Linked DNA regions of Mus musculus: all the other regions are linked to region 1. The links are chromatin contacts, called in public HiChIP or PLAC-seq and promoter capture Hi-C maps. All regions are on one chromosome and are shown on one strand. The core of a region is the stretch at or near the end of the contact, and the rest is flanking DNA. Distances in the headings are between cores, read along the strand shown. Region 1 holds the start of Tmem232 (transmembrane protein 232). Region 2 holds the start of AU016765 (expressed sequence AU016765). Region 3 has its middle 22 kb from the start of Man2a1. Region 4 overlaps Man2a1 (mannosidase 2, alpha 1). Region 5 overlaps Man2a1 (mannosidase 2, alpha 1). Region 6 holds the start of Dreh (down-regulated in hepatocellular carcinoma). Region 7 has its middle 38 kb from the start of 4930583I09Rik.

Region 1 (4,132 bases), core at 1,115-3,614:
GAGAAGTTATCTTCCTGCCAAGAAGCGGCCATGAAGATGAAAAGTGCATAGGAAATTGATCAACGGAAGTGTTCAGCACTGGGAAGCTACAGCTAAGCTCTCACACACCGACCTTCGTGTTGTTACTGAAAGGACAAATCCCTATTGGGGTTAAAGGCAGAGGGTGTGTTTCATCAAATACAACCTTAACCTGTCCCTGATTCCTGAAAATCAAATGCAATGTATTTCTTCAGGGAATCTTCTAGGATTAATGATCATAAGTCCTACATGGCACTTCATAGCTTGTGAAATGCATCCACAGATATCAAATTTACAAATTCTTATCAACCGTGTGGCCAAAGTACATTTTTCTCCACCCTCTTCTCTCTCTGGAGTTGGCACAATCTAATCTTATGCCGTCAAGTGTATAACAGACTAATGACACCCCCATCCCAGGCCTCTACCTCCAGTCTGACTTCTCTTGAAATCTAAATTTATTTTTTCAGAGTGTTTTTGGACTCCCAACTTGTAGACAGATACTTAGAAAACCATACATGTTGCTTTCCCCCTCTCAGACCTCAAACGCTGCTCTTAATCTGGGATTTCTATTTAAAAATCACAAATGAGCAATCTGAGCTATTCACAGATCCCTGTCCCCTGGTCTACCCAAGGCCATCACCTCTCCACTCAAACCTATTCTACACAAAAACCATCTCCCATCACCAAATGGCCACGGTTTGCATTTAGGGGGCTGCTGTTAAAAGCATCTGGTCTTCTACAAGACAGGCATTATAAAGGGGGAAATTAATGATTACTTCTAGTTATTCAAATAGTTATTATAGAGCCTTTGCAAGATGCTAGATACCATGTTAGAATCATAGTTTCAACAAAGTACCTGCTAGGTTACTGCAGGAAACCAATAGTCCTAAACAGTTAGCAAATTGTTTATGTTACTGCTGAAATGGAATACAAAGTAGTGGGGGTAGAATAATTCATTAACTTGCTGAAGTTGTTTTGAAAAGATTTGAGGGAGTGGGGACTTAAACTGAATCAACCAGAAATATTTGAAGAAATGAACCCAGAGGAAGAAGAGGAAGAGGAAGAGAAGGAGGAGGAGGAGGAGGAGGAGGAGGAGGAGGAGGAAACAACAGTGTGGTTAATTTAAAACAGTAATTCCCAAAAGTGCAGTGTGGAACAAATTTGTGTAGACTGACATGCTGTAAGATTTAGGGGGTTATTAGTATATGTGCATATATAATGAATCTTGAATGACAGATAATGTGATATGTATGTAATTTTCTCCAAATTTATTGACAAGAGCAACTTTTTAGAACACTACTTCCTGGAATTATATGAATGATACATTTTGGGGAATGTTCAATAGTTATCAGCAAAATGGAAATCTAGCACTTACCTTGAAGCCTTACATGAGAAATCAAAACATTTCTGAGACATAGCACGTATTGAAATAGCTCCAACAAAATGCCTGGTTGCTTGGCAGTTTGTGTGTTTTTCTTTCTAGAAAGTTATTATTAATCTCTGGACAGCTTTTTAAAGCTTCAATTAAAACAAGCTTCAGAATATGTGACTTCAAAGGCGACTTCTGAGAACTAGGTCATATAAAAATTAAACCAAGCCTTTGGACATGTAGCTTGCATCAGGGAACACCAGGTTTAAACTACAACTCTAAAGAATCTGACCAGAGACAACAGAGAAGACGGCATCGATCAGATGAACTTTAATTATAGACTTCTACCCAACTCTTCCCTACCTCCAGGAATGCTTCCTGAGTGATAACTTTGCCATTATTTTCTAGGTTATTTGTGAGTTTTTGTTTTGTTTTCATCTATTCTTTGCCCTTTCCGTGTACTAATCTTTATGTTGGAATTTTCTCTTTGAAAATCCAAAAGTGTACGTGTACGAGGAGAATGGGGAGATGGTAAGAAGACGGAAGACGGGGTGGGGGAAGAACTGAGTTGCTGGGGACCATGAACACTGATCAGCAAAGCCCTAGAACAGTTATCAGAGCTCCCCCACCTTCTATACTCTCCCCAAAACACTGCCTCTATCAAAGGAGCTAGCGGAAGTTGCAGGGCACAGACTCTAATTTGGAGCCTGATACTGTAAAACTGGTAAATAGGTCTGGAGTTTCCCAATGACTAGAAGTCTCTTCAACTTCGAGACGGGGCTTTTGGGACTCTGAGGGGGTGAAGTTCAACCTACATTTGGGTCTTTTGTGGTCTGGGTTACTAAAGGATAGGACCGTAATCCTAGTTCCCCAAGTCACCGACAATAGGGGCTACAATTACTCACCCCAGCGCTCCCGCCAGGCTCTCCAGCTGGTTGCTAAGGATGCTGTGTAAGTCGCTCTTGGAGCCCGCTGGCTGACCTTTAACTGTCTCAAGGGTTTAGCCAATCACAAGCTGTCATTCCACCAGCCCTACCCCACCCGCACCTCGCGTGTACTCAGATTATAAGCAATAAATCCAAACAAGCAAGCAAACGAATAAACAAACAAAAAACAAAAACAAAAACAAAAAACAAAAAACCTTCGTTGGCTTAAGACGACCGAAAAGCTCACAGCTGTGACTCCGCGTGACTTCCTTGTGTACTGTGTGTAGCTGCCAGCAGCCGCAAAAACGCCTTGGCAGCAGTCAGCACGTCCTCCATGCCTAACGCCCTGTTAGACCGTATATCTTTGGAAGAAGTTGCTATTGGCAAATTTCTTTCTGTAGAAAATCTGGAGACTGTCACAGCAACCAAATACGAGTCACCAAATACCCAGGGTGTTTTGACACATACTAACCACAAGGGGGCGAGTTTAAATTCAATGCCTTAAAAACATCCTGTAAGATTACCTGTGCCGACTAACAAAGGAAAGATTGGGTTTTTACAAATGTTCACACCTGGAAGTACTGACGGAAAACATTTTTAGTTACATGGGGAAACCAGTGTACGTACATCTTCCTATGACATAAATTTCCTAAAAATAATTGGGTGCTTCAAAAAAGAGACTCATAGTGGAAACTATAACGTTAGCATGAACTAAGGTTATCAAATAGGTCTTTTGTATTCTCTCTCTCTCTCTCCCCCCCCCTCCTTTTGGAGAGGGTGAAGCATAGTTTTTTTTAACTAAAAAACATTATTTCATACAATATATTCTGATTCATGTATTTCCATCCCCAAATTCCTCCCAGATCCCCCCATCTCCGTACCTACCCACCCAACTGTATGTTCCTTTCTCTCTCTTTAAATAAGAACTTCAAGTCTCTGAAGAAAGAAATTAAAGATCTCAGAAGATGGAAAGATCTCCCGTGCTCATGGATTGGCAGGATCAACATTGTAAAAATGGCTATCTTGCCAAAAGCAATCTACAGATTCAATGCAATCCCCATCAAAATTCCAACTCAATTCTTCAACGAATTAGAAATTCATCTGGAAATTCATCTGCAAATTCATCTGGAATAACAAAAAACCTAGGATAGCAAAAACTCTTCTCAAGGATAAAAGAACCTCTGGTGGAATCACCATGCCTGACCTCAAGCTATACTACAGAGCAATCGTGATAAAAACTGCATGGTACTGGTACAGCGACAGACAGGTAGATCAATAGAATGGTAAAATATAAAAAAAAAAAAAATTTAAAGTTAAAAAAAACTAGAAGAACGGAAGAGGGGGAGGAGGAGGAGGAGGAGGAGGAGGAGGAAGAAGAAGAAGAAGAAGAAGAAGAAGAAGAAGAAGAAGAAGAAGAAGAAGAAGAAGAAGAAGAAAAGAGAAAAGAAAGCACACAAGCAAAACAGCACTTGGGAGGCAGAGGCAGGTGAATTTCTGAGTTCGAGGCCAGCCTGGTCTACAGAGTTAGTTCCAGGACAGCCAGAGCTACACAGAGAAACCCTGTCTTGAAAAAAAAAAGAAAGAAAGGAAGGAAGGAAGGAAGGAAGGAAGGAAGGGAGAGAGAGAGAGAGAGAGAGAGAGAGAGAGAGAGAGAGAGAGAGAGAGAAAGAAAGAAAGATGGAAAGAAAGAAACCAAAATAAACAAGAAAAAAAAAAAAAAAACACTAAACACAAAATGCCCAACCAAAGCAAGATGAGATCAGAGGGCTACCAAAACCCTGCTGAGCTTGTGCCGGCTCATGTCTGCCTTGAAGTGGAG
Region 2 (4,132 bases), core at 1,123-3,622, 990 kb before region 1:
CCCAAACCCTTTCAAAGGCACACCCTCAATTACTTATGAACACCCTTTAGCTCCATGGTACCCCCAAACACTGCAACCCTGGACACCAAAACCCTTGGTTCCGTCTACTAAACCACAATCCAAGCAAAACCTAGCTTCATATTCCGTGCTCCGCCACATCAAAGTGGGGTGGCTCTGTCTCAGTCCTCGCAACCACCGGCAGTCTACCTCGGAGGTGTCTGTTTAAGCCTGCAAGTCGGTCTCAGTACTGAAGCAAAGCAAATGCTAGTTACCAAGGAAGCAAGTCCTCCTTGTCACAGCAATCAGTGACAGGCGAAGCCTTCTGGAACCAGCCCAGCACAGTACTGGTAGAACCTGAAGCCCTTGTCAGGCCAGAGGCTTCTGCAACCTGCCGCAGAATACACCAGAAACATCTCAGAGCAAGAGAAAAGGGTGGAGCAAGACCACACGGAGTCTCCAGGTGACAACTGTGGTTCTCTACCTGGAATCCAAGAATGTTCAGGTTAGCGTAAAACAGAACTTGTCTTTTCAAGAGTGTTGGGTTCGTCCCTGCTATTCTTTATTAAAACGCTATGCTTCAGGCACTGTTCTGTGTACTTACTATATTCAGCAAAAACCTGAATGATTACTAAAATACCCATAAGATCAAATAACACAAATCTTAGGATTCCTATCATCATACCTATCTAAAATATAATACGTAAGTCTGAAGAAAGCAGGAACAGATAAGCTGAAGAAAAATCATATGGTTACTTGGGACACTTGATTTTCTCTTTTCATTTTTTTCCAAAGTGTCCTTATATGTTGGGATCAAGGAAGTAGTCAAACTAGGTTCTAGAGGCAGTGTGGGTTTTTTTTGTGGACTTCTAATTTTTTGATGTTGGGGTTTTTCACTCTAATTAGGAATTTAGGTTCCCTGAGTGTTGAAATTTGGGATAAAAGTTGGTGATGGTGTTTTAACAAATACATACACACACACACATATACATACATACATATATATATATATATACACACACACATACACACATACACACACACACACACATATATATATATCATAGTTCTAGTGACCCGGAGAGAAAAAAGAAATGAAATAGGCCCAAGTAGCTATAAATTGAAAGATGTTTATATTAAAAAAAAAATTATGATCAGAAATGTGTTTTGGGAATCATCATGGGTTGCTGGAAATGTGCTAGAATCTATTGTTTCATCAAGAATTCAGATTGTGGAATCAAACAGTCAGACACACCAAATAGATGATGGTGATGATTGACAGCTGCGGTGTGTATGGGCCTGGCCACGGGAGGATGCTGAAGCTCAAGGCTGGCAAGGATTTCAGGCCCCACTAGCATCCTCTCAGCGCGTCATCATAGCTCTGCATTGTCATTGATCACCACGCTTCGGTGCCGCAAGGACGAGGATCTTTCTTGGCAATGGGTGCTTGTTTCTGAGACCTTTTTGTTTGACTTTGTCTCTTTGACATATTTACCCAATCCCAAAGATTTCAGTCAGTTTTATTTACACAGTCTGAGTTAACACCCCCTCCCCAACTAACTATATTGTCATCGCCAAGACATGTGACCAATTTCCCATGAGCATGGAGCATTTCCTGGTTATCAACCACCATGAGTAAACCCCACCCTAGAAGGCCTTCAGAAATTCCCAAGTAGAACCAAACACCACTTGTAACTTTTTTTTTCCCTTCCTTCCTTAGGTAGGCAGAAATTGTACTATCATTGAAAATCAGTCTGGTGGTTCACTTCACCGCAAGGACAAAGAATTCAGTCTCATACCATGGATTTTTAAAAAAATGATAAAATGCACAGAGTGAAAAGCATTCCATGAGTGATTTCACACATGCTGCTAAGTACGGCAGAGTATTGCCAAGACTGGCCTTTAATCTCCATGGGAAGCCATAACAGCTGTACACTCTTATTTGCTGTCAAATGCCTTTTGCATGGTTCTTAGAGAAGACAGGAGGCAGGAAATCCTTCCCATTTATCTTACCTTACTTTCTTTGACCCGCATCTCTTCTCATTAGCCCTCTATATCTGTTGATAGCTTAGAATGTGCAGATTTTGCCAGCCCCAGGCAGAACAATCAAGCTGGATAGAAGAGGTTTGGTGTTCCCCCAACTGCCTTGGAGGCACCTGTCTGCCTCCTCTTCTCAGTGAGCTTCTCACCTCCTGACCTCAGCTCCAGTCCACGCCAGCACGGATCCTCAGTAAGACTCAGTTCGGTGTATTCTTGTGTGGGATCATGTGTCATCAAGTTCCACCTGGCTGGATGAAGTGAGCCTGGAGGAGCAGAACAGCGGGAGGGAAGTCGGACTTACTGAAGTCGTCTGTCTCCTGAGTCAGGAAGAGCAAGGATCTAGACTCTTAGCAGGTGCTGAGTAATACTCTACCCTTTCTCCTGGAAAACAAGAACCCAGAAGGTTCTGGACCAACCAATGCAGAATAATCAGAGGAACTGAATTTGATTGGTGGTAGGAAACCCTTTGGACAATCATTATCAGCTTTAAGCAATTAACTAGTTAAGCTAAAATGTCAACTGGTTGATTGGCTAAAGCTGTAGGTAGTTCATGAATCCTCTAGTTTGCCTCTTTTTTTTTTTTTTTTTCTATAAATACTATTGTTGTGGATTTGGTCTGTTATTGGTGATGGTGGGAGGCTTTTGTTTTTGTTTTCTTGGTTATTGGATTAGTTTTGTTTCTTTGTTTAGGTAAGGATAAATGGCCTGGGATATATTCCTTTTAGCACTACCTGTAGGCATTTCTAGGTATGCTTTGGGTTCTTCTGACCTCCTACTGCATTAAAACTCAAAACTGTCTACATTAAAACTAAAATCACTACACTTTCCCAACTTTGACACCACTCCCTTCACCTGGAAACAGTTCTCAACCCCCTTTAGAACTGCCTACCTACTCAACGGATACATAAGTCACATACATAGTAAGAAGTGGATGGTTTCAGTGGTATTGTAAATGTAAGTTTTTTGGGAATTTTATGAGTCATTTGGCATGACTTGGTGACTTGCCATCAGCCCTAAGTGATAATTATATATATAACAAATGCTACACAAACTAGCTGTCCTCCATCCCTGGAGTGTAAGATCTAGGCTCGACTCGGAGGCGATGGCTCCCACCATGCTGATAGCTGTCTGCGTTACTGGTTCTTGAATACCTCCTTGCTTGACATGTGTTTGGGATCCATTTGTTGAGCAGATGAATGAATTTGAGACAGGATGCACGTTTATTCTGGCCTTTGCTTAAAACTCTGAGCCTAGGCAGACTCCCCATGGCTCCATCCTGCCTGCCAACAAGTTCCTGTGATAGGTTGCCTCCTTGGCTACCTACCCATCCTCTCATGGTTTTACTCCTAGCTGGTAGTTCGCTTTCTGCCTCTTTCATCTCCTGCCCAGGTTCATGGACATCTGACAATACATTTCAGTAGCTAGGGAGAAAACACTGGCAACTTTCAGAGCCCTCCCTGGCTTCTAGTTCAGCCACACGGTTTCTGTGTGATCTCAGAAGCTCACAGCCTCCTGTAGCCTTGGTGGTTTTATGAATTAGAACGTATGTCATCGTCATCAAGCTGTGTCCATCCCAGTGGGATCACGGGAATCAAAGGAGCCGACGCACGGGCCAGGGTCCCGTGACCTGTAAAGTACCATAATTCACCTTGAGACAGTAGGAGTCAGAATTGAAAACCAGCTCTACAGCCCGAAGCAGGGCTTTTACTTTTCCTAGGCTTCTATTTCTTCATTCGCAGACGGGATAATAACACCTACCATTCAGGGCTTTTAGGAGTTCAGTGAAATTGTGTGAACAACAAGACTGATAAATACAGTTCACAGCAACCTCTTGCCTTTCCCAGTTTCCTGACTCGGGTGTCTGACATGGTATCATCATCAATCTCAGTCCGTTCTTAAGGTGCTGGGATTCTTGAGAAAGAACCGCTCTGATCCCGCTGCGGCAGAGAAAAGGCTCTGGGGTCAGAGGTCAAATCATTTGTCCTATGTGCTGGGCCCTTCACATGCTAACCTTGATCTTGAACGAGTCCTCGGTCTCTAGGCTTTCTCAGTAACTGTTCCTACTTGAGGTAGGATAGGAATTAGGCTGATAGGC
Region 3 (4,132 bases), core at 922-3,421, 960 kb before region 1:
TAAAAGACCAAGGTACACAGAGCGAGGAAATAGAAAAATAAAAAAACAAGCAACACAGCCACCATCTCGTTCTCAAAGAATGAAAGATCAATGACTTCACATTTCATTTCAACCTAATCGCTCAGCATCAGGATCAAAGGAGGGTTTGGCCAGAGTCTCTTTGTTCCCTGTGCCAACAGTGTGTTAAGCAAGAAATGAAGAACGGGCTCCTTCTCATCATCTCTGCAAGACTTTGGGCATCTTGCTTTCCAATACAAAAGACTAGGAGTGTAGGATGTGAGGATGTACTGTGAAGGTCACAGGAAGAGTTTTGGTCCTTGAAGGTGAAAGAAAGCAAGTAAACAAAATAAAACTGTTTAAGTCACAGGGAGCTCAAAGGGACTCCCTTCATCCTGGGGCCGGGGCTATCTCCTTACTCACAACTACTGCTCTTTCCTTGCTACCCAAAAGCAACACATCTATGGGACACTTTTGTTATTAAGTATCCTGTTCTAACAGGTCCATGAACTCTTTAAGGGCAAGGACAGTATTATTTTCTGAACATCTGGTAGGGTTTTAGCAGGAAGCTTGAAGAGAGCAAGCAGTTGGTAATTCCTCCTTAATCTGATTTGACATTTGTTTGTTCTTTGTTGTTAGTAATGCCAAACCGAGAGGTTTTGAGATAGTGCAAAGGAAAACAAGATAAAACAAACAGTAACCAGTATGCCCTTCCCCCTGGCTAAGATAGGATTGAAACATTTTCTGCCTCTACCAACCATTTCCCTGGGGAGTCAAGCCAAGCCTCCAACACATTAACAATGTTAATGTTCTCCTGTAGGCGGACAGGCAACTCTTGGGCTTGCTTCTAATCTTCCTTCTCTTCTTTAGATAGAATGACTTAACTCCACTAATTTTCAGAGGCGGGGGTGGGAGGAGTGGGGAGAGGAGGTGGGGTGGAGGGAGCTGAGACTGTCTTCGGGAATCTCCACTTGTCACACATATCCTATATGGAAATGGAAAGAGGCAGAGATGCACAGATAAACGCAGAGTTTAACCCCACAGCCCCAGAGCAGAACTATTAAGAGCTTCAACCAGAATGGGAACTTGATATTTTGGGCTATTTAAGAACATTTATTATTTATTTGTTTGTTTTTTATTTATTTATTTAGCTGAAGCCAGGCAAGTTTTACTTTCAGAAATAGCTGCAGTCTCTATATCTAAGTGGGTATGGACAAAAAGGAAGACACCAAAAGCCTGTGGGAGGTTCTAGTTTTTAGCTCAGCTGTTTATATTCGATCATGCACTTGCTTGACTGTGAGACTCTGTGACTCTCACAAATCTTCCTAACTGGCCTGGCAAATCACTAGGAATTTCCTAGGAATGCTGGGGTATTTGTCATCCCCCCCCCCACTCTTGCAGAAATTAAATGGTGGGATATTTTGTGCCTTTTGATGAACATGTTTCTACACTGTTGTAGAAATCAATATTTTTAGCTTGGCTCCTTTTCAGGAACCTCATTTTCTGAGCCCCATTTTTTACCTGTAAATGAACAAGTTAGACAAGTTGACTTTAGGAATCTTTTCCTCTAGGTCACTAATGTTCTGTGTTATGGCTTATTCGAGATAGGGTATAAAAGAGAGATGTCCAGCTGAAATCAAGGACACACGACGTGAGGTCCCAGCCCTGCCATTTCCCAGTACATTAATCCTCTCTCCACCTTAGTTTCTTTTGCCTGTAAGATCCATTTCAGTTCTAAATTGTATAGTTTTATGGCATTGCTTATTGAGTCTGAAAATATCACAAACATAAGATCTTAGGAATTACCTTTAAGACTTTTGTACCACACAGATTGTATGACAAAAATAACCGAATTGGATCATCAACCAATAGCATTTATTGTACAAGCAAATGGTTTATCTGCCCAAATGTATAGAGGTGACAAGATGTATATTTTGCAGACACCATCATTAATGATGGTCTCACTTGTCCTATAGTAATTGAATTTTAAATCACAATTAATATTTAACACTAATTACTGCCACGATCTCTTGTTTTCATGAGGTTCAACACTGTCAAGTTGATAAATTTTGTATTTTTAACACTCTAGTTTGCCTGCTTCCTAGGATGGTGCGGCTGGCCAACAGCCAAGTGAGCACAGATTGGCGCTTCATAGCCTTAGAAAACCACATGCCTGTCAAGTGCTTATGTAACCCACTTCCTGCCGCGGTTTCCACTTTCGGGTTTAACTAATTCTTTTCCTTCCTCTTCCAGGAAATGAGGTGTCATTTAAAAAAAAAAAACAAAACCGAAACGTTTTCCTTGATTATGGTGGGACCAGTGTGTGAGTCTGAGTGTGTGAGCACAGTGGGACAAGATGTTTTGGGCTACAGCCACCATCTATGAGACTCGGGGGAGCTCTGCTTTGAGGTAGGACAGCAGGCCTATCTACTTCCCTTCTGTCTCACTGGCTTTGCTAAGAGAGAGACAAGATAGGATGGCTTTAATGTATCAAACAAGGAGAACAAACAGTGGACTATTGGTAACATTTCTTGAGCCTCTCCTATGTTGCCAGGAGCTGTTTAACTCATCTTTGGCTCATCCGGATACTTGAGCTACCAACAGGCTTGGGAGCTCTGCAGTGCCCTTGGGACTCTGTTTTGCACTCACCCCCATTCCCTCCCTCCCAGTCATTTTTTTTCCTTTCCATTCTTGATGGTGTTTGTCCACTGAAACGCCTCATCTGATGGGAAGAAGACCACCAGAATACTCGTGGTCCCACTCTCCTAACTCAGTTAATCCCAAGGGTGAAAGACTCCCTCTCGTATCTGGGCTCAGATTGGTCTTCTTGTCACATGTTCATGGCTGGCCTGCACCCTATGCTTAGGGGTCAGGCACAGGGGTAGGCCCGTCCCTATGTGGAGTAGGGGTGTGTGTGTGTGTGTGTGTGGTGTTGTGTTTTATAAAAAGATAAGCAGAGAAGGAATATGTTTGGTGGAGGTGCTATAAGGTGTGGGGGAAGGGGGTGCCTCTGCTGGCCCATGCTGAGGCATCCCTTCCAGATTTGAGTTTATTCAGGGTATGGGGAGGGGATCTGAGAGAAGGGGGGGAGGAGAGAGAGAGAGAGAGACTGGCCATGAACACATGGAGAGAGGTGGGGGGAGGAGGATGAGGAGGGGGGAACAGGAGTAAGAGGACAGCAAGAAAGAGAGGAGGGGCAAGCAGCCCCCTTTATAGTGAGTCAGGCACACCTGGATGTTGCCAGGTAACTGTGGGGCAGAGCCTCGACTAAATGCCAACTGGAGGAGTTTTCTTTTTGAAGAGGTCAGGGGGAAAAGTAGTGGTGAAGTTTCCTAGACAAAGATTACCCCAGATGTCACAGTGAGCTACTTAAGGGCAACGTTGGTTTGAGCTGCCAGTTTGAAGGTTTTTGTTGACTGAACAGAACAGTCATCCCAAATGAGATGGCTAAGAGTTGTTAGTTGTTAGTTGTTATGCGGGCACACCTGTTAGCAGGCATTTCTCAGGCTGCCTTGAACTGCCTCTCTCCCTCAGCTGAAGGCTCCTGCCATGCTGGTGCTGAGGCAGCAGCTAGATTTCTCTTGGAGACGAAGCCATCTAGATTTAAAGGCATATGGTCTGACTTGGATGGCATACAGTTTGCAAGATGGCTTCGAAGCCAAGCTTGCTGCTTATTTCATGCCCTGCGTATTTAATCGCTGCTCGATGTGAATGGAGCATTTTATCTTGAGATCTGAGCCACTGACATATTACCTGTGTTCAGTTAGAAAATCTCTTCCAACATATCAAGGTGATCTTCGGGAGGTGCAGGGGTGGGGGGAGTTCATGGAGATGGTTTGCTTGGGGTAGATTGCTGTAGGGCACCCATGTTTTCGGTCAGCTTGATCATATTGCAGAAAACAACAACCACCACAAATGCTCTTACTTGAATAATTTTCTGGAAAAACTTGGGGTCCTGAAGAAAAATTCTTCTGTGGTTAGTGAATATCTTTGGCTTATTTCAGCTTCTGAAAGAAATATATCATGGAGCCTTGCCCAAGTCACTTGTTGTATGAGGGGCAACACATAGCTGGTGTATTGCATCTCTCTGAAGTGCATTTCTTCTTAGCTCTTTTATTTGGCTTTTGTACCATAA
Region 4 (4,132 bases), core at 870-3,369, 920 kb before region 1:
GGCTCTCTCCAAGCACACAGACCCAGGCGCTGGGAAGCCCTGCTGTCAGTCTCAGGCCGAGCTGGGAATCCATTGCAGAGAGTCCTGGAGATAAAAAGCTTGAAGGATCTGTTGCTGTTATCTAGATAACAAAGCAGGGATTTGCTCTGTCTACGTTTTTTACCTCATCAGGCCTTTGGTGACAGATGTTGCTCCACATGAGAGCTGATCTTCCCCACTCAGCCCACTGGCCCAAGGTTCTTTAAAAATGCCTTCTAGACACAGAGCTAGTCCTGTGATGCTACTCAGGGTGACATGCTTGGATTGTCCCTTTTGATAGAAGAAGGGAGGGTCCCAGCACCGATTAGCAGAAGCTAACCAAGCTACGAAGTACAGTAGATGGCTGGATTTTGCCCCTTTTCAAGATCCCTTGGGAGTCCAGTTTAATGGCATCCTGGTGAGCCATGTCTTGTAGTTAAGGGAGGCACAGGGGTGTGGCTGACTTTTAAAGATGCAGATAGTGGGGCTGGAGAGACTGCTCACCCTGGGTTCTTCTCTCAGCACCCACACAGTGACTCAGCTATGTGTACCTCCAGTACCAGGGAACCTGATACCCTCATCTGTCTTCCCTGGGCATCACACACATGTGGGGCAGAGTCATACATGCCGTCAAAAATCTCATACACATAATAATAAATTAATTTAAAATTTAAACATATTAGACTACATTATGTCATAAGCCTATGAGACCGTCTGCTTCCCGTCGGTTGGAGTAGGAGAACTGCCACACCACTGGGCATGGGGAGTTTGAACCTGCAGCCTTGAGAGGATTTCCCCAGGAGTGAAGCCTCGGAGGAGATGACAGAGGTGGGCTTGGGCTTAGAAATTGGGAGGACCCTGGCCTCTGCTTGTGAGGCCTCTGAGCTGTGGAAGGAAAGACAGCCCTCTTTGCAGGTGAAGCCTGAAGGAAGAAGATGCACAATCAGCCGTGCTTGAGTGGTCACAGTAACTCTCGTCGCCAGCAGCCCGTGTCCTCCCTGGGGCAGATCATTATGTAATGTGTTAAGAGTTGGCTGTGGACAGTGATGGATCTCTTTCCTAGGATGGAGTGGGCACCGATCCTGGTCTACCTCGTTGTAGACTCTAAATTAGCTCTGCCCAACGTCTTTGATATGTGCCAGCTTTTCCCTCAGCTCTTCTCTTTCACCACTAGCAGAGAAAAATCAAATATGACCTTCTTCCCCCTCCCCGGCAGAACAGGGCTGAAGATGCCTCCCCATAGAACTGATTAGCAAATCAAAGGATAACACGCTTTTCTCACCAGTGGGTTTCTTGCCCTACAGAAAACTGTCTTTTTCAGTATTCCTATCAGCATTCTTTGACCTGTCAGCGTAATTGAAACATTATCTATCATTTCTGTTTCTTTAATGCACACCACAGGTACATCCCTTCAGGCCACACCATTTCCTCCCAGCCATGTGGGTGGAGTTTGCCTATGAGGTATATGGTAAGGATTTTGGCTGTTTGGAGGGAGACCTTATTCCGGTGTGTAATATAATTTAAAAATGGTTTTCATTAGACCATTAATGCTGACAGAGCCTCAGGGCACACTCTTCTACCCGTACTTAAGTTACTATAGAACCCTGGGCACTGGTTGTTAATTGTATCTTCAGAGCTATCATGAAAGTGAAAGCCACCTTTAATGTCTGTTGGCTCCCTCTTCCCAAACCGTAGCAGGTGATGTTTATACTGAGTCTTTCTCTGACACGGAGGGTTTGGGAGCAAGGCCCATAGCAGAAGCTTTCCCTAGACTGCTCCTTGCCCTCCTCACTGTGAGTGTTGAGCTACAGTGGGCAGCTGGGCTAAGGATGTGGGTCCAGGGGGAACCTCGTCCAAGCACAGAGAACCTTGGAGAGGTGTATCATGCTCAGGCAGCCTCGCATAGTATCGTTAAAAGCTCTGAGAGCACACCAAAGCTTCATTTTAGGGAGATAGTGCGACAGCTCTGAAGGTCTGATTCTGCACAGAATGGGGACTTGCTTGATTGAGACCTCGGTGCTACGATGGCCTCTGGAGGGAGTTTCGGTTTCGAGACTGGAACTCCTCAGCAGGATGAGTCAGAACAATTGTAGGAAGCTCCAGGCTGTTCTGATGTGGTCATGTGTGAAGAATCTCCCCATTTGTTCCCTGTAACTATGGAAGTGTGGACAGAGACACCGTGCGTTTGACTCTCAAGCCTTTTTATTCTTTCGGGTTCCATGGGGAGCCACAGCAGAAGAGGGCTTTAGGTCTTTGCATAGCACAGAACTGCTGGCCCTCATAGCCAACACTGATGTGGCCTTCGTTGGTATGGCGGGCATGGCCAGCCTTTTTCCAGTGTACTGGCATGGCCATGGTATTACAATCTACATGTTTATACTCTGGAATTGTACACTCTAGTTATAAAAACAGCCATACAGGAAACCTCATCATGTTAGAGGCAGTTTAAACAAATAAGCTTTTTGTGTTGGGCCACATCTATAGTTCTGCGCTGCAGGCTGGAGGCTCCTGGCTACCTTATCACTAAAGGGCTCTGGTGATCTGGAGCCCACATGATTTCTCTCTCTTCTAGGTATGATCAGAGAGTCAGTCCTGTGTTGAGACCCTAGGTCTCCTTGGCTATGCTGTGTCCTCTTTGCACTTTATCTGCCTACCCAACTTTATGAGTATAATTAAATCTTTGACTCACTGTTAAACCAACAAATATTCACAGTAGGTTAAAAACAATGTAGGTTTTAGTTAGATGTTTTGTCAAAATTGCACCATTGTAGATATTATGTCTTTCCTTTTGCTTCCTCCAGGTTGTCAATTTTCATCAATATTCTATTTAGATAAGTTTGTGTAAGGTCTTCAGATTTTGTTATTCATTAAAAAATTACTTAGAAGCTGGGCATGGTGGTGCACGCCTTTAATCCCAGCACTCGGGAGGCAGAGGCAGGTGGATTTCTGAGTTCAAGGCCAGCCTGGTCTACAGAGTGAGTTCCAGGACAGCCAGGGCTACACAGAGAAACCCTGTCTAAAAAAAAATCCAAACAAAACAGAACAAATTCTATGATGGGTGTTTTAACTGCACGTGTGTCTATACCACTTGCATTTCTGGTGTCCACCATTGGGTCCCCTGGTACTGGAGTTACAGATGGTTGTGAGCCACCATGTGAGAGCTGAGAATCAAATCCAGGTTGTCTGGAAGAGTAGATAGTGCTGTTAACCAGAGCCATATCTCTGGTTCTTTCTTCTTACACTTATTAAAGATTTTTTTTTAATTTTATTTTAAAGTGTATGTTTGTGGTGTGTGCGTATGCATGTGTGTTGCTTATAATGCTATCTTGTATATTCAAACACACACATACATACACACACATGTATGACAGTATATATCTTAGGTATTTTTGTCTTCCCACCGTGTGGCATTCTTCCCAACCCTAGACTTACAGTTCAGAGCAGTTATTGAGAAACATTTTACAAATGCATGAATATCTTTCCTGTACTTGGAACTGAGCATCCAGGGTTGAACAAGTCAGAGATGGATCTTCCTGCCATTAGCTGCAGGAATTGGGAAAGCAAGGTTGTAAGGATGTCAAGCTTTTTAATGTGGGGATCAATTAAAAACAAAAATGCCCTGCATGTCACACAGCATAATAAAAGCACCCTGACTGGCTTATTAGGGCATGCTTATGTCTGTGGCAGTTAAGAGTTGATGAATTGATTTTTTTCTAGATTGTTCAGTATGTGTTAACAAAGGGAGGTAGAGCACTCTCATTCAGCTTGTATGGTTTTTGACCCTGCAAATTAACCCCAGTCTATTTTGCTTAAATTTCAAACTTCACTCTTGAATATAACATGTATCTGCAGTAGTGGTTCTAGAGGCCCTAAGATCGGTTAGGCCTGGATTTGGGGAGACAAGGAAATCATCTGTAAATATCCCGGCCATCGTCTTACACTTTAAAGATTAGATAAAGACAGTGGTTACAGAAAGGTCTTATGCTATAAGAAGGTATTTCAGACCTAGCTGCCCATGTGCTGTGTGTTTGTGCATATACAAGTGGACAGAGGAGGGTGACCGCTGGTCCCCTGCGTGCCTTGGCAGAGCCCGCAGTCATGGTTCCCATAGCCA
Region 5 (4,132 bases), core at 1,079-3,578, 900 kb before region 1:
GTTGCCATTAGCGGGGAGGGGAGCAGACAGATGCAATCTGTACTTCCCTGTTCTGTGCTGTGGTCCTGTGGACCATGCCTGCTGACCTCATTTTCCTCCAGCCCATCATGGAGCCTGGACTTTTAGCCCTGTCCTTGATTACTTGTGCTCTGGCAACTTTCCCCAGTGCAGGTTCTTTTCTGAGAAAGCTAGGTGATGTCCCTCCTCTGCTCCTTTGTTGGAAAAAGGAATCCTAGAAGAGTTTTCAAGAGTTGGGAGTCCAGCAGGTGGGCCAGAGGACATGGAAATTGGGAAACGGGCTGTTTAGAAGTCCTGGAGAAGAACTGCCCGTTGCTGTCATTTGTCTCTTTCCTTTGGTGAAGCTGTGGAGCCCTGAGTCTGGACTAGCTTTCTTGCGTGTGCCTGTCACCTGTAAGCTGGGTAGGAGATAAGGGCTGTGACTCCATCAGTGACTTGCATGGAGTCCATCACTGATAGGAGGTAGGAGGGTACTGTGCTTGCAGCTCCCTGTGCTTGGTAAAGTGAGGGCAGGCTTGGATTCCATACATGGCGGGTCAGATGCTGCAGGAAGCAAAGCTGGATCCTGAAACAGCAGACCTTTAGGAATTAATATTCCCCAAGCTTGTAGAGGAAAGGGCAGAGTTCCCTGGGCTGATGAGGAACTGGCCAACCAGAAGAGACTTTAGACAGGTCTAACACCTTCCACACACATAAATCAACACACGCCTGTCCCATATGTCTTGGCTCATCTCTTCTATAGAACTGTAACACTGCTAACACTGGGAACATATCGCAGGCTTTCTCTCTCCACTTCTGGATAAACTATAAATCCATCCATTTTTTTTTTCTTCACTAATTATCATTTTCTAACTCTAGAAACACAGGAAAACCAAGGTAGGAGGTTCATGGTTTGGAGCTGATAAAAGTGGTGTGCATGGGGAGAAAATTCTGAAAGGAAAGAGATTGTGGTTAGTGTCCAACATTCAGCTTTCTTACTGGACTTGGCTCTACAAAAGAGGGACAGTGCTGGAGCCTCTGAGAATCAAGTTCATGGCAGAGCACTCTGGCTTTTCAGGCAGTCATCTGTGAGCTCAGAGAGAAATGATGGTCCTGTCTTGGCTCATCCCTGGTGTGTTTTCATCTCTTGTTTTCTCCTTGTCGTTGTCCATTTTATGTAGGCAATGCCATATAAAATGGTTAATATCTGCCTGGTTTTGATGGGTGCCAAAATGTCCCTTTTGTATGATTCATTTCAGTATTTAAACCCGCATGGTAATGGTGCACTCAGTCTGCCGTCTTAAGAAAGCTCTTTGGAAGCTGCTTCTTTGGCTCAGTGGAGGGAGCGGAGCCATTTTGCTTAACCTAAATAAATAAATAAATAAATAAATAAATATAAATGTTTTCAGAAATTTGAGTTTTAGTTTTATTTAAATTTTTTGAAATTTTCTTCTAGCTATAAATACTCACCTGCATTCACTTATGCCACCTGACTGTAGATCTAGTTCAGGGGTTCTCAACCTTCCAAATGCTGTGACTCTTTAATACAGTTCCTCAATACAGTTATGGGGACTCCCAACCGTAAAATATTTTCATTGCTACTCCATAACTGTAATTTTAGTACTGTTATGAAAAATAATATGAATATCTGTACTTTTCGATGGTCATAGGCAACTGCCAAGAAAGGGTCCAACCTCCAACCCCTTGTCCCCGGGGGTTCCAACCCACAGGTTGAGAACCAGTGATCTAGGGCAATGGCATTTGTTCTCTTACTTGAACTGAGAGTCCACAGTGTTCCTAAACAACAGGCCATGTCTGTGCATTTTGCAGCAAACTTAATACAGCCTCAGATTTTTGTTCTCGTCATTTAAAATTCTTAACTAGTAAATAGATAACTGGCAACATTTTGGGGGCTCCTGTTGTAATGTTTGTACAATGTTTTATTTTTCCTCTTTATAAAAATGAGCTACAAGAGCAAATGTTGAAACCTAAACTTGCAAGCTATCTGCTGTGTGGCAGCCTCTGGATTCCACTGGAGTCCACTGAAGCCTTCCTTGCCCCTGGAAGAGCACAGATTGATGCTGGACTTAATAGAAACAGCAGACGTGTCATGCGATCAGTCCCTCATCGTGATGCACCACTCAGCATTATAAACCTTTAAAAATGAAACTCAAGTTAGCTAACAGAGAGATCCATGCAGACATGTGGAACATGTTGCCTTTCGTAATTCAGAACAATTTAACCAATTATAGTTGCTGTGCCCTCTTGGAGCCTTTGTCCAGAGGATTTCAAAGAAACTCCCCTCCATTAAGCAGTCAGCACGTTTTCTGTACAGGCTTGTTTTGTTTACCTTCCTGGCTTTACACGTGGCTAGTTTTGGCCGTCTGTGGTGAAGTGCTGGGTAATGTTTCTAATCCGCTGGGATGTGAAGTGGCTGACTGATGCTGTCAAGTGTTGCCCCTTAGCTTTTCCTTTGGCTGACAGCTCTGCCCTGGGCCCCAAGATAGTGGGATGGTCTCTATGCTGCATCTCTTTCTGCTGTCATGACCAGTGCTTAGTGCAGAAACTCGCTGACTGGCTGGAACCTGAAACATCGTGTGTTCATGTCTTGACCAGCTACACTGTGTTGGTTTTTGCTTTTGTTTTTTTGTTTTGTGTGTGTGTGTGTGTGTGTGTGTGTGTGTGTGTGTGTGTGTGTATGTTGTGAAATATACATTTTGTGTTTGCTGCGCATCAGTCAGTGTAGACTGTATTTTTATCATATTTATGTGCTCTGACACTTTCCCAAGAAGGCACAGGCTTTTCATCTGATATTCTAAGCACCCTGTTACCTTTTCTTCAGTTTTGTATTTAAGTAAAAATTTCACTGAGCTTAGAAGCATTTGATGCTTCTTGCTTAAATCCTAAGACTTAACTCATGCACACTTTGGGTTTTCCCAGAAAAATGGGCCATTCATGCTGTTACACAGACTCATTATTATACATTTATACCGGTCAGATTTTATGGGGTTTAATCAAAGGCTGCTGTAAAATTTGCAGAGAGCGTGAAGTCAGTGTGTTTTGTGAAGTTTGAAGTCAGCTGCAGATTTCAGTGGTGTGAGGAGCCTGCAGCGTTTCATCAGAGCAGAGCATGCAGCTCTGAAGTGACTGCTTCCTCACCTGTGAGGTGACACTCGATTTGGGATGTCCAGTCACTGTTTTTGTTTTTGAGACAGTTTCTCTGTGTTAGTGCTAGTTGCCCTGTCTGTGAGACGAGACTGGCCTCGAACTTGTAGACATCTGCCCACCTTTGTTTCCAGGATGCTGTTACCAGCACTGGAAGTACTCCTGAGTCTAAAGCCCAGACTTGACTTCCTTCATCTTCCGTGGTTAATGGTTTGGTAAGATCCCAAGCCTGTTGAGTGTGTGCTGTGTGCCAGGTGTGTTCAAACCTCAGCAAACCTCTGGCTTTTACGGCCTGAGGTGTCTTGTTAGTGGGCATGCAGGAAGGGCCAGGTGTCTTGTTAGTTAGTGGGCATGCAGGAAGGGCCAGAGCATGGATGCTTCCCTAGAACACAGTGCCTTGCCCAGTTAGGCTGGAATCTCAGCTCAGCCTGCTCTGGGTTCTTGGACTCAGACCTCTAATCCCATCCCCAGTTGTCTTCCTGTTGCCAAGCCTGCACTTTGCTTTATCAGCACAGTTTTCTCCCCTTGTTATGTCTATGCTCTAAGGTGCTTTAGTGACGCTCAAAGGTCACAAAGTGCACCCAGTCTTTGACGTCGATGTCTTGTTCAGCTCTCAAGTGTCTGCCTTTGTCTCTGGCTGCCTCCCACCTTACATTTCACCCTTATGTATGCCTCCTTAATGCCCTGACTTCTGGCATACCGACCTGCTGCTGTCTTCATACGCGTTATTGTTTTATGCATTGAGTAATTTCATACGTAATCTTTCCCATGACTCAGGGAAGGTATTATCTTACCTCAGAAGCCTTCCCCTACTGACTATGTTCTTCATTGGACAAATATTTACTGTGCTAATATCCAGGGTAAGCTCTCAGTGAACAAAGAGGGCACAGTTAAGCACACCATTATAAAAGCATGTTGTTTTCAGTGAGGTTTGGAAGCCTGCAGTATTCAGGATGTGACTAAAACCCCA
Region 6 (4,132 bases), core at 993-3,492, 770 kb before region 1:
GCTAACACCAGTTGTGGCCAGGTGGCTATCGAGTTGACTAGGCACTACAGATACTGAGCCTGATTTGCGTTCAGTTCCTCCTATGAGAATGGAACTCATAGTGGATTGAATTGTAGCTTCCAACATGATGCATGCAGGTCCAAACCCTGCAAGCTATAAATAAGACCGTAGTAGGAGGTAGGACCTTTGCAGGTGTTATTAAACTAAAGATTTATAGAGGATGCCACCTCAGAGTTCCTGAACAGGCCCCAAGTTTACTGCCAAATGTCCTGATGAGACAGATAAGAGGACACAGAGACCAGGTGGTATGTGACTGTGATGGCATCAAACGGTGGACGCAGCCACTGTTGTGATCTTGGCTGCAAGTTAGGGGACGCCAAACTGAAGCCATAGAGCAAAAGAACAGTGCTGACACTATTGGGATCAGAGCAGGATGGATCAAGTTTCTGGTGTGTTAAGCTAACTAGTTGGTGGCCCTTCGGGACAACGGAATTTTAATCTTTCGTTCTGATTGCCTCCTGGGGGCAGACTCTGTACACCCTGTAACCCTGCCAGAGAAGGAAGAGCTACGTGAAGCATTATAAGAATTCCAAACAGACACAAGCATGCCAAGATCACAGCGGTGCTCAGGACTGTAGGGATTCTCGGAGTAAGCTCAAGGATTGTCAGGCCAAGTTCTCAGCACAAAGGCGTGCCAGAGGACAGCCCCAGCAGGGACAGGGTACTAGAGAGGATGTAAGGAACAGACGAGAGGAGGGATGAGTCAGACGCCAAGACTGGGAGGCTTTGCAACTTCTGACTGTCTGACAATCAGAAAGTTTCTTTACTTACACAGATTTTAAAACATTCATGACTTCAATAGGTGCAGATCATATCAATGTATTCTGATCATACTTTTCTAATATGCCCAGGGTTGCAGGTTAAGCCCAGGTAGAAAGGTTTTATTATTATCAACCCCATATCCTTTTTCCTAAAATTCTAAAAATCGTTTTAGCGCAAGCAAGCAAGCAAGCAAGCATGTAACAGACTGTTCTCAAGCTGGCAGCACTTAGTGGTTTCAAGATGAGAATAGATAGAGGATGGATAGAATCTGAGTCAGTCTAGGTGAATCACCCCGCTTTAAGAGGTATATTATCAACTTTTAGTGGTCAGCTATATTGCTTGCAGATTTGCCTAAGCCTGAGAATTTGGGCTTAGGAGTCTTGTTGCAGTTATTTATAATCTTGTAAGAATTTGTTTAATAAAACAATCTTTTGTTTCTACATTAATCAACAATACAGCAGCCTGGTGTGAGCCATTCTTTCCAAGAATGACAAATCCTAATGCCTTATTCTTCTTAGGTTCTTTTATGTTGTTCTTACATCACCTATACATGCTATCATCTTATCTTAGTCATCCTAGCTTGTGTTATGGAGTTCTTACTAGGGGCTTTGTATGTATAGTCTCTTTTCTTGTATGTTATAATTCTAAGAAATTCTAAATATTTTGTAGAAGGAGTTCTTTGCTCTGATTTACTGTCATCTCTCCTATCCTGCTGAGCCTTGTCAGCCCCTCTGAATTTAAACAATTCTTAATTGTTTTTGTTTCATGAATTTACCCAGAGACAGATAACAATCTCCAAGGCACAGGGAAGACTCCCAAGTAGGGTCCACTAGGGTTGTTATTTCCTTAAGAGCAGGGGCTGGTACATGAGGACTTTCTTAGCAGAATACATAAACAGTTTTGTCAGAGAAGACCTGGGTGGATTGTCGTGCTTATAGCTCCGCCCCCCAAAAGTTTAACACACAGAGATGTGAACCAAAAGTAAAGGACTTCAGACTCATAGCATGTGACTCAGCTTTGCTGGTACCTTGTCAAAACAGCTGTGCTCGCCTCATGACTTACACCATTCCCTTAGGAAATGGCAGTGCCGAAGGGGATTTGACAAAGGGCAGGGAATAAGAGACAAAGGCAGGAGGGAGAGGACAAGAGAGAAATTTGTCTAGGGTGTCGTGCAAACGACAGCCTCTGGATAGAGAGAAAACAGACATGACCCATAGACAAATGGTAGTTTGTGTTGTGAAATTGTGAAAACCCCCATGTTAGGATGAGTTGTTTTTTTTTTTTTTTTCCCACTGGGCTTGTTAAGGTGGCCAAAGGGAGGCTTTTGATTGCTGGACTTCAATACTGAGGCTGAACTTTGATACTCAGCCTCCGGGGAGGAAGAGGTGAAATAAGGGAATGGACCTTGAGGGCTAGTTGCAGGACTATAATCTAATGGTTTTTAGCAAGGCAGAAGGGCAAGGCCTACTAGAGCCATGATTGCCATCCTCAGGCCTGCTAGAGCTCCTTCAAAATCACTATCAGCTTCGATTGGTGTGTGTAATGCTCGGGAGCTTAGAGTATATCTGGAAGGGAAACAGGAGCTGTTTTCAAGGATTCACTTCCATTTGTGCATGACGACAACAATGATGACACTCTTCTCCATTCAGCTATGGTGAGTAAGATCTCCCAGACATGACATCACTGGGTGTTGTCCCTAATGGGATTTATGAATGGCTTTCACTCACCAGGAGCTTTTTACCTCTTAGATGCAGATGATGCCCCGCTCCCTAGTCTCACAGTAGCCATGAAGCAGGTCAGCCCTGTATGACGATGGAGCCTGAGAGCTAAGAAGCCAGGCTGAAAATTAAGCTTCTGTGATCCAGTGCACTGCTTATTGGCTTACCCTGTAGGAAATGACTGGCAGACCCAGCAGCAAGTTGACAAACTGAAACTCTGGTCACCGGGAAAGTGCTCTTACGTGAACACAGCAAAGAGCAGAAATCAGGAAAGAAGAAAACAGACAGAGATACCCATCGCAAATGTGTCAGATACCAAAATGTGCCACTGTCACATGAGTCCAAGCTAGGATATGATGACCTCATCTGATACTGATTGTAAAGAGGTGATCACTCAATAATAGTAAGGCATTGATTAGAAAAACAAATGAAACTGAGTGCCTGTCACAAACAGATGAAAGTTGATTTGTACACTAAAGATGCAATTGAATAACCAAGGTTATAAGTACAATAAAATAAAAAGAAAATATTTTAATTGCTTGAGAATAAAGGTCTTTCTAACCTTGGTATAAGCCTGAGCAATACAAAGAAATAACTAATTTGATGATAAGAATTAAAAATGATATTGCCAGAGATGCTATACAGACAAAAGAAAGTGAAGAGGTATTTTCAATATGTGTTATTAGTTTATTTAACAATCACATGTGGTATACCAGCTATAAGACAGAAACTGTCACTGTGAGGACAAAAATGAGGATAAGCAATCTTGACTTCAGTGAGCTTGACCTGCTGAGTGAGGGACAACATGGAACAAGTGCTTCAGAATACCCTGAGTATTATAGGTCACATCTAGTTGTCATAGCAACACACAAATGCAGAAAGTAAATAGGACATGACCTCTCTCATGTATAAAGAATTTATTAAAATCAATGAGAAAAATGGTAACACAGGCAAGCTGACTGAAGATATATACATGGGAGATTCCTAGATAAAAAATGTAGGTCACCAATAAACATGTTATTATCTTCATGAGTAATCAAAGTATGCAAATTAAACCAAAATAATACATTTACCCCCTAACTTATTGAATAATAAAATAAGCCGTAATAAGGTACTAATGCTAATATGCAGGGAATTAGATGCTTCAAAGACTTTGACAAGACTACACAATGTAGAAAAATCTGATAATTATATGTTAATATTTATAACCCTAAAATCCATGTTTTTATTCAATATTATAGAGTTACTGTTTTGTTTCTCCAAAATTCATGTGAAGGAGACTAACTTACAATGTGACATTTAGAGAGACGCAGTCATGACAGTGGAGCCCTTGTGATGCTCCTTGTGACTAGAGGTGCCAGCAGTAATTAAATGCCAGTGACTCTTCTTCTAGGGGTGGGGCTTGGTGGTATTTCCCGTGCCCTTGTTGGTATGTGACTGGCGGTGTTATCGTTCAGGTCTGGTGTAGACTACCACATTGTTGACATTTCATGGATGAAACTTCTCTGTCCTATATAGAAGACACAATTTCACAACAGATGTCCTGGCCATTCAACACTAAGTGGTCAGCCTCAAACCATAGGCGTCTGAGC
Region 7 (4,132 bases), core at 619-3,118, 670 kb before region 1:
CCATAGGTGACTTTATCAACTCCCCAGGGTCTATTAATATTGAGTTGTGATGCACCTCAGGTCCTCTGGGAATACAGAATGATACTCTGGCTGTTAACTGGTATGAGCTATGGGGATTCAAAACTCTATGAGCTCCAGCTGCCTTTTCTGGGTTGTCTTCCTAAGCAAGACACAGTTCTCTGATAATCAATGAATGATCCTGCCCCATCCTAGAAATGTAGCTTCCCTGTGTGCTGTCACCAGAATAGCAAGCCTTGCAACATCTCAGCTATAGCATAGACTTCCAACCTCCAGACACAGAGGAGAGGTTCCCATGGCAGGTCTTGGTTTGGAGAATGTTTTCTGCCTGGCCTGATTGGCAAAGTCCCAGTGGGGGAAAAAAGCCCTCTTTTTAGTATGGTAAGTTACTGATGCTAATATCTGGCAGTCCATGTTGGTTGCTCTCTGTTTTAATTAAACATTATTTTGCATGGGTTCCCTGAGGAGTAGGCTATCATGAAAAAGCACCATTTCATAAATCTAAGGAAAAAAACTCAACAAATACATGCCTTGATACCGTTTTAAATTTCTGTATTTTTCTAAGTTTCTTCTCTATGAATCAAAAAACAGCTATAGGTACTTCGTACAGTGCATGAATGATTCTTCCTTGGAAATGCAGCCAAAGGCAGACATTGGTAGCTTTGCTACATATTTCCATATTTCTATGTGGACATGGGGATCTATAAATATGAATACTCCCACTTTCAGAGTTTGAAAATAGAACTCCAAATTTTATATACACATACACACACATATATATATGAATATGATATAATATATGAATATATATTCACATATATGAATATGATATAATATAATATATGAATAAAACTGGTTTAGTTTCTAACTCATACCAGCTCAGCTCTCTGGAAAACATGCTAATAAACCCATTGTCACGTGCTTCTTTGAGAGCATCAGTATAATTAAGCCCTTTTAAAAAGAGAACAAAACTACTTTGGAAACCTCAATTTGAAATACAGTGAGGCCTGATACCTCATTATAGCTATGCAGGGCTTTTTCTCTTGCTTTGATTTCCTGGCAAAGCATTATTTTATGCCTTTGTTCCCCTTCAGTGATCATAATAGTCTTGGCATGAACCTTGCCAGGTAGGTGAAAAAAAAAACCTCCCTTCTGGGCATTTCTTGTCCTTTGGGGGGATATTCTTAGAGTTAACCCTATCAGTGGTCTACTTGGAGAGCAATTGATGGGAAGCACGAGGAAGCTCTCAATTTCTGACTCTGTCCTTCTCTTTGCTCAAGATGTCCTTGTGTCCTTGAGTCTGCCCTTTCCCATTTACATCCCTTCCTGTGTACGAAGAGGAATCCTTTGAGTGTGCACATTACAGTGGACCTTCAGGGACATCGTTGAGGAAAGGCGAAGACTGGTAGAACAGCTCTGGGAGGCTTTTAGCTAGAAACCTTAGCTCCCTCAGGGGCTTTTGTCTCTCCAAGCACTGTGGATAGAATGAAGTGTTTTGTCCCCTCTTGCAAGAAATTCCTCAGAGAACAGGAAGGAGAATCCTTCTGTGCTTGGAGTCCTGTTCCCTGCGGGAAGGGAAACTAGAAGAACAAAGAATATAAGCATAACAAATAAAGCCAGTGAAAGCTGCGCTTTCCAACTGACTGCTCAGGAGCTGACTGTAGCCCTTGGGGTTAGGAGTTAAAACACCCCACTTTGCACCTGTCTTAATGTCTGCCCTGAAGGGTGAGTTGTTCTGGTTGACAGGATTAGGTCCCTCTTCATTTCTGCATTGGCTCCTGAAGCGTGAAAGGAGCTAAAACAAAGAGATCTTTAGTTCTCCAGCCCTACTTCAGCATTTCAACACTTCAGTGCCTGCTAGTGGTGGTATGGGGAATTGCAGCTACTGTCATGGCTTCACGCTGCAGATTATAGACCTTAAATGAGATCGTGCAAATCCGTTCTTAACTCTCTGAAGAGAGTTAGGGTTCTCCTTAAGAGATCCCTTTGTTATCATGTTTCTAGCATTATAAAATTCTAAATAAAACATACATGAAATATGTCTTGAGACATAGTAAGAAGCAAGTGAAACGGTCTTTCCTCTGGAAACGACCAAGACATCATCGGTACTCTTCCCAAATCCTGCCTCAATTTGGAGACAGTCCGGATAAACCCAAAATTATTTACCATAGTTTATGGGAGGGATTTGAAGACTTGATACTAAACAACTCCCTAGCCCTGTGTTTGTTTTCACACCGTTTACTAACAATATCTTTCTGCACCCGAAGCCCACCCTAGTTTCCCGTGTTTCCAAGAGTGAATGCTTTTCCTTGCCCACCAACTCAGCAGCCTCTTGATTGATGGCCCTGCTTCCTAGACCACTAGTGTGAGCCTAATAGAAAAAGAAGGCAAGAAAAGGTTCTACTCACAGTACAGCTCTGGTCTACACTGGAAACACAAAGACAGGCTCTTACCCACCCCTCAGCTTCAACCTCTGGAATATCCAGATAGAATAGTTTTAGCGTTTAGATCAACATCAAAGTGATGCTTAGGCTGAGCATCTTGTGTCTGACCTTATTATCTTGGTTTGAAACCTTCATGAGGTTCAGCATATATGTTGATCAAGTCTTAAGAAGTTCTGTGCCTTGACCTCAGCCATAAGCACTGAGTGTTGAACCCTAACCCATGGTGTCTGTCCACCTGTGATGTCTGTCTATCTGTGGTGTCTGTCCACCTGTGATGTCTGTCTGTGGTGTCTATCCACCTGTGGTGTCTGTCTATCTGTGGTGTCTGTCCATCTGTGTCTCTCCACCTGTGATGTCTGTCTATCTGTGGTGTCTATCCACCTGTGGTGTCTGTCCACCTGTGGTGTCTGTCTATCTGTGGTGTCTATCCACCTGTGATGTCTGTCCAGCTGTGATGTCTGTCCACCTGTGTTGTCTGTCACCTGTGGTGTCTATCCACCTGTGTTGTCTGCCACCTGTGGTGTCTATCCACCTGTGATGTCTATCCACCTGTGATTGGTGTCTGTCCACCTGTGATTGGTGTCTATCCACCTGTGGTCTCTGTCCACCTGTGTCTATCCACCTGTGATGTCTGTCCACCTGTGATTGGTGTCTGTCCACCTGTGATCGGTGTCTGTCCACCTGTGGTCTCTGTCCACCTGTGTCTGTCCTTGGGCAGCTGCTTACCATCCTTGCCCCAAGCAGCCCATTCTTAGCACTGCCTTCCCTTTGGAAGACGGTGATGCATACTAATGGCCACAGGAGCATTCACTTTTAATCTGGCTTTACAGTAACTCTCAGACTTTGGTATATACTTAGTCACGTAAGACCTTTCCGTTATTAATGCAGCCTGATTCTGTACTCGTTACTTGAATGAGAATCCGCACTTAGAAATGATTTTTATCAGCTTGGCTTCTAAAATGTCTTTGAAGCATGTAAGACCTGACTAATCTATACAGAGCTTTATATCCCCATAGGTGGTGGTCATCCTGAATCAAATGACATTTTTAAAAAGAAGGTTTACACCTTTGAAATCTTTCATATGAGATAATTCCTTGGTCAAATAAAAGATACATATTTAAATAATTTGTTTGAATAGGGCAAAAATCTACTGAAAGAAGGACTCTCCATCTTCATCTCCCCTTCCTTTGTTGCCGTCATAGCTTATTCTGGCTTTAACAACTTGTACAGAAAGGTTGACACCTGGAACCAATTTAAGACAACTTTATCATCTTTGCAGCTTACTGAACTTACTTAGAAAAATTAATTTATCACCAAATTATTTCCTAGGGGGGAAACTATACATTAAAATAATTGAACAGAATTTTTTTATACTCTCAATGTCCCTGAATTTATCCCAGCCATTGAGCATCTAAAGAATAACTCTAAGGGCAATCAAACAGTGTTGTCAGACTGGGAGGTTGGAACTGACAGTGTAGGGTAGCTGCGCTCTGATAGTGAATATGCTTTTCTTTGTTAAAAGTTAGAAATGTGACTTTGTTCCGGGAAATACAAATTTTTAAGAGTGCGGAAGTGAGGCTGGTGCCGGTGAGTCTGATTGCTTAAGCCGGCATGAAGATCACCAGGCAGAAACATGCCGAGAAGCATCTCTGCTTTTTCCGCAACAATTT

The links. Promoter capture Hi-C pulls out the DNA fragments that hold promoters and counts their contacts. HiChIP or PLAC-seq counts read pairs in DNA pulled down with a chosen protein or histone mark.
Region 2: a promoter capture Hi-C map of embryonic stem cells shows a contact between it and region 1, with 5 times the contacts expected there. The contact joins the promoter of AU016765 here to the promoter of Tmem232 in region 1. A contact is called at or near these places in 9 of 39 promoter capture datasets (the 3T3-L1 cell line, the HPC-7 cell line, cranial neural crest and 5 more) and 3 of 115 datasets of contacts at active chromatin or transcription factors (embryonic stem cells and large pre-B cells).
Region 3: a contact with region 1 is called in a promoter capture Hi-C map of hippocampal neurons, with 6 times the contacts expected there. The contact joins the enhancer-like site here to the promoter of Tmem232 in region 1. A contact is called at or near these places in 12 of 39 promoter capture datasets (the 3T3-L1 cell line, the HPC-7 cell line, cranial neural crest and 7 more) and 1 of 115 datasets of contacts at active chromatin or transcription factors (embryonic basal ganglia).
Region 4: a promoter capture Hi-C map of hematopoietic stem and progenitor cells shows a contact between it and region 1, with 3 times the contacts expected there. The contact joins the enhancer-like site here to the promoter of Tmem232 in region 1. A contact is called at or near these places in 7 of 39 promoter capture datasets (the 3T3-L1 cell line, 3T3-L1-derived adipocytes, cranial neural crest and 3 more), 1 of 484 Hi-C or Micro-C datasets (cortical neurons) and 2 of 115 datasets of contacts at active chromatin or transcription factors (embryonic basal ganglia and forebrain).
Region 5: a contact with region 1 is called in a promoter capture Hi-C map of second pharyngeal arch cranial neural crest, with 8 times the contacts expected there. The contact joins the enhancer-like site here to the promoter of Tmem232 in region 1. A contact is called at or near these places in 4 of 39 promoter capture datasets (the 3T3-L1 cell line, embryonic stem cells, hippocampal neurons and 1 more) and 1 of 115 datasets of contacts at active chromatin or transcription factors (large pre-B cells).
Region 6: a contact with region 1 is called in a promoter capture Hi-C map of hippocampal neurons, with 6 times the contacts expected there. The contact joins the promoter of Dreh here to the promoter of Tmem232 in region 1. A contact is called at or near these places in 1 of 39 promoter capture datasets (hippocampal neurons), 1 of 15 datasets of contacts at CTCF or cohesin (large pre-B cells), 2 of 115 datasets of contacts at active chromatin or transcription factors (fibro-adipogenic progenitors and large pre-B cells) and 1 of 9 other capture datasets (adipose tissue).
Region 7: a contact with region 1 is called in an H3K27ac HiChIP or PLAC-seq map of embryonic stem cells, with 3 times the contacts expected there. The contact joins the enhancer-like site here to the promoter of Tmem232 in region 1. A contact is called at or near these places in 2 of 39 promoter capture datasets (frontonasal cranial neural crest and hippocampal neurons) and 2 of 115 datasets of contacts at active chromatin or transcription factors (embryonic stem cells and large pre-B cells).

What each region holds. Positions count from the first base shown.
Region 1 is chr17:65,538,418-65,542,549 of GRCm38.p6, forward strand. It overlaps Tmem232 (transmembrane protein 232), which reads right to left and starts at 2,365. Exons shown (of 15, transcript NM_001008973.2): 1 at 2,293-2,365.
Region 2 is chr17:64,553,218-64,557,349 of GRCm38.p6, forward strand. It overlaps AU016765 (expressed sequence AU016765), which reads right to left and starts at 2,373. Exons shown (of 4, transcript NR_045899.1): 1 at 2,187-2,373.
Region 3 is chr17:64,577,745-64,581,876 of GRCm38.p6, forward strand. No RefSeq gene overlaps it. Among named protein-coding and RNA genes, the nearest start is that of Man2a1, 22 kb to the right of the region's middle. Within about 2 kb of position 2,172, at least 48 of the 459 cell types and tissues checked have an H3K27ac peak or open chromatin away from gene starts, as enhancers often do. A contact at or near this core is called in hippocampal neurons, where this site is marked.
Region 4 is chr17:64,620,377-64,624,508 of GRCm38.p6, forward strand. The region is part of intron 1 of Man2a1 (mannosidase 2, alpha 1); the gene reads left to right. Among named protein-coding and RNA genes, the nearest start is that of Man2a1, 21 kb to the left of the region's middle. Within about 2 kb of position 2,120, at least 106 of the 459 cell types and tissues checked have an H3K27ac peak or open chromatin away from gene starts, as enhancers often do. A contact at or near this core is called in hematopoietic stem and progenitor cells, where this site is marked.
Region 5 is chr17:64,641,438-64,645,569 of GRCm38.p6, forward strand. All of the region lies in intron 4 of Man2a1 (mannosidase 2, alpha 1), which reads left to right. Among named protein-coding and RNA genes, the nearest start is that of Man2a1, 42 kb to the left of the region's middle. Within about 2 kb of position 2,329, at least 23 of the 459 cell types and tissues checked have an H3K27ac peak or open chromatin away from gene starts, as enhancers often do. A contact at or near this core is called in second pharyngeal arch cranial neural crest, where this site is marked.
Region 6 is chr17:64,764,869-64,769,000 of GRCm38.p6, forward strand. It overlaps Dreh (down-regulated in hepatocellular carcinoma), which reads left to right and starts at 2,243. Exons shown (of 2, transcript NR_105051.1): 1 at 2,243-2,476; 2 at 2,571-3,063.
Region 7 is chr17:64,872,128-64,876,259 of GRCm38.p6, forward strand. It overlaps the pseudogene Gm4701. Among named protein-coding and RNA genes, the nearest start is that of 4930583I09Rik, 38 kb to the left of the region's middle. Within about 2 kb of position 1,869, at least 31 of the 459 cell types and tissues checked have an H3K27ac peak or open chromatin away from gene starts, as enhancers often do. A contact at or near this core is called in embryonic stem cells, where this site is marked.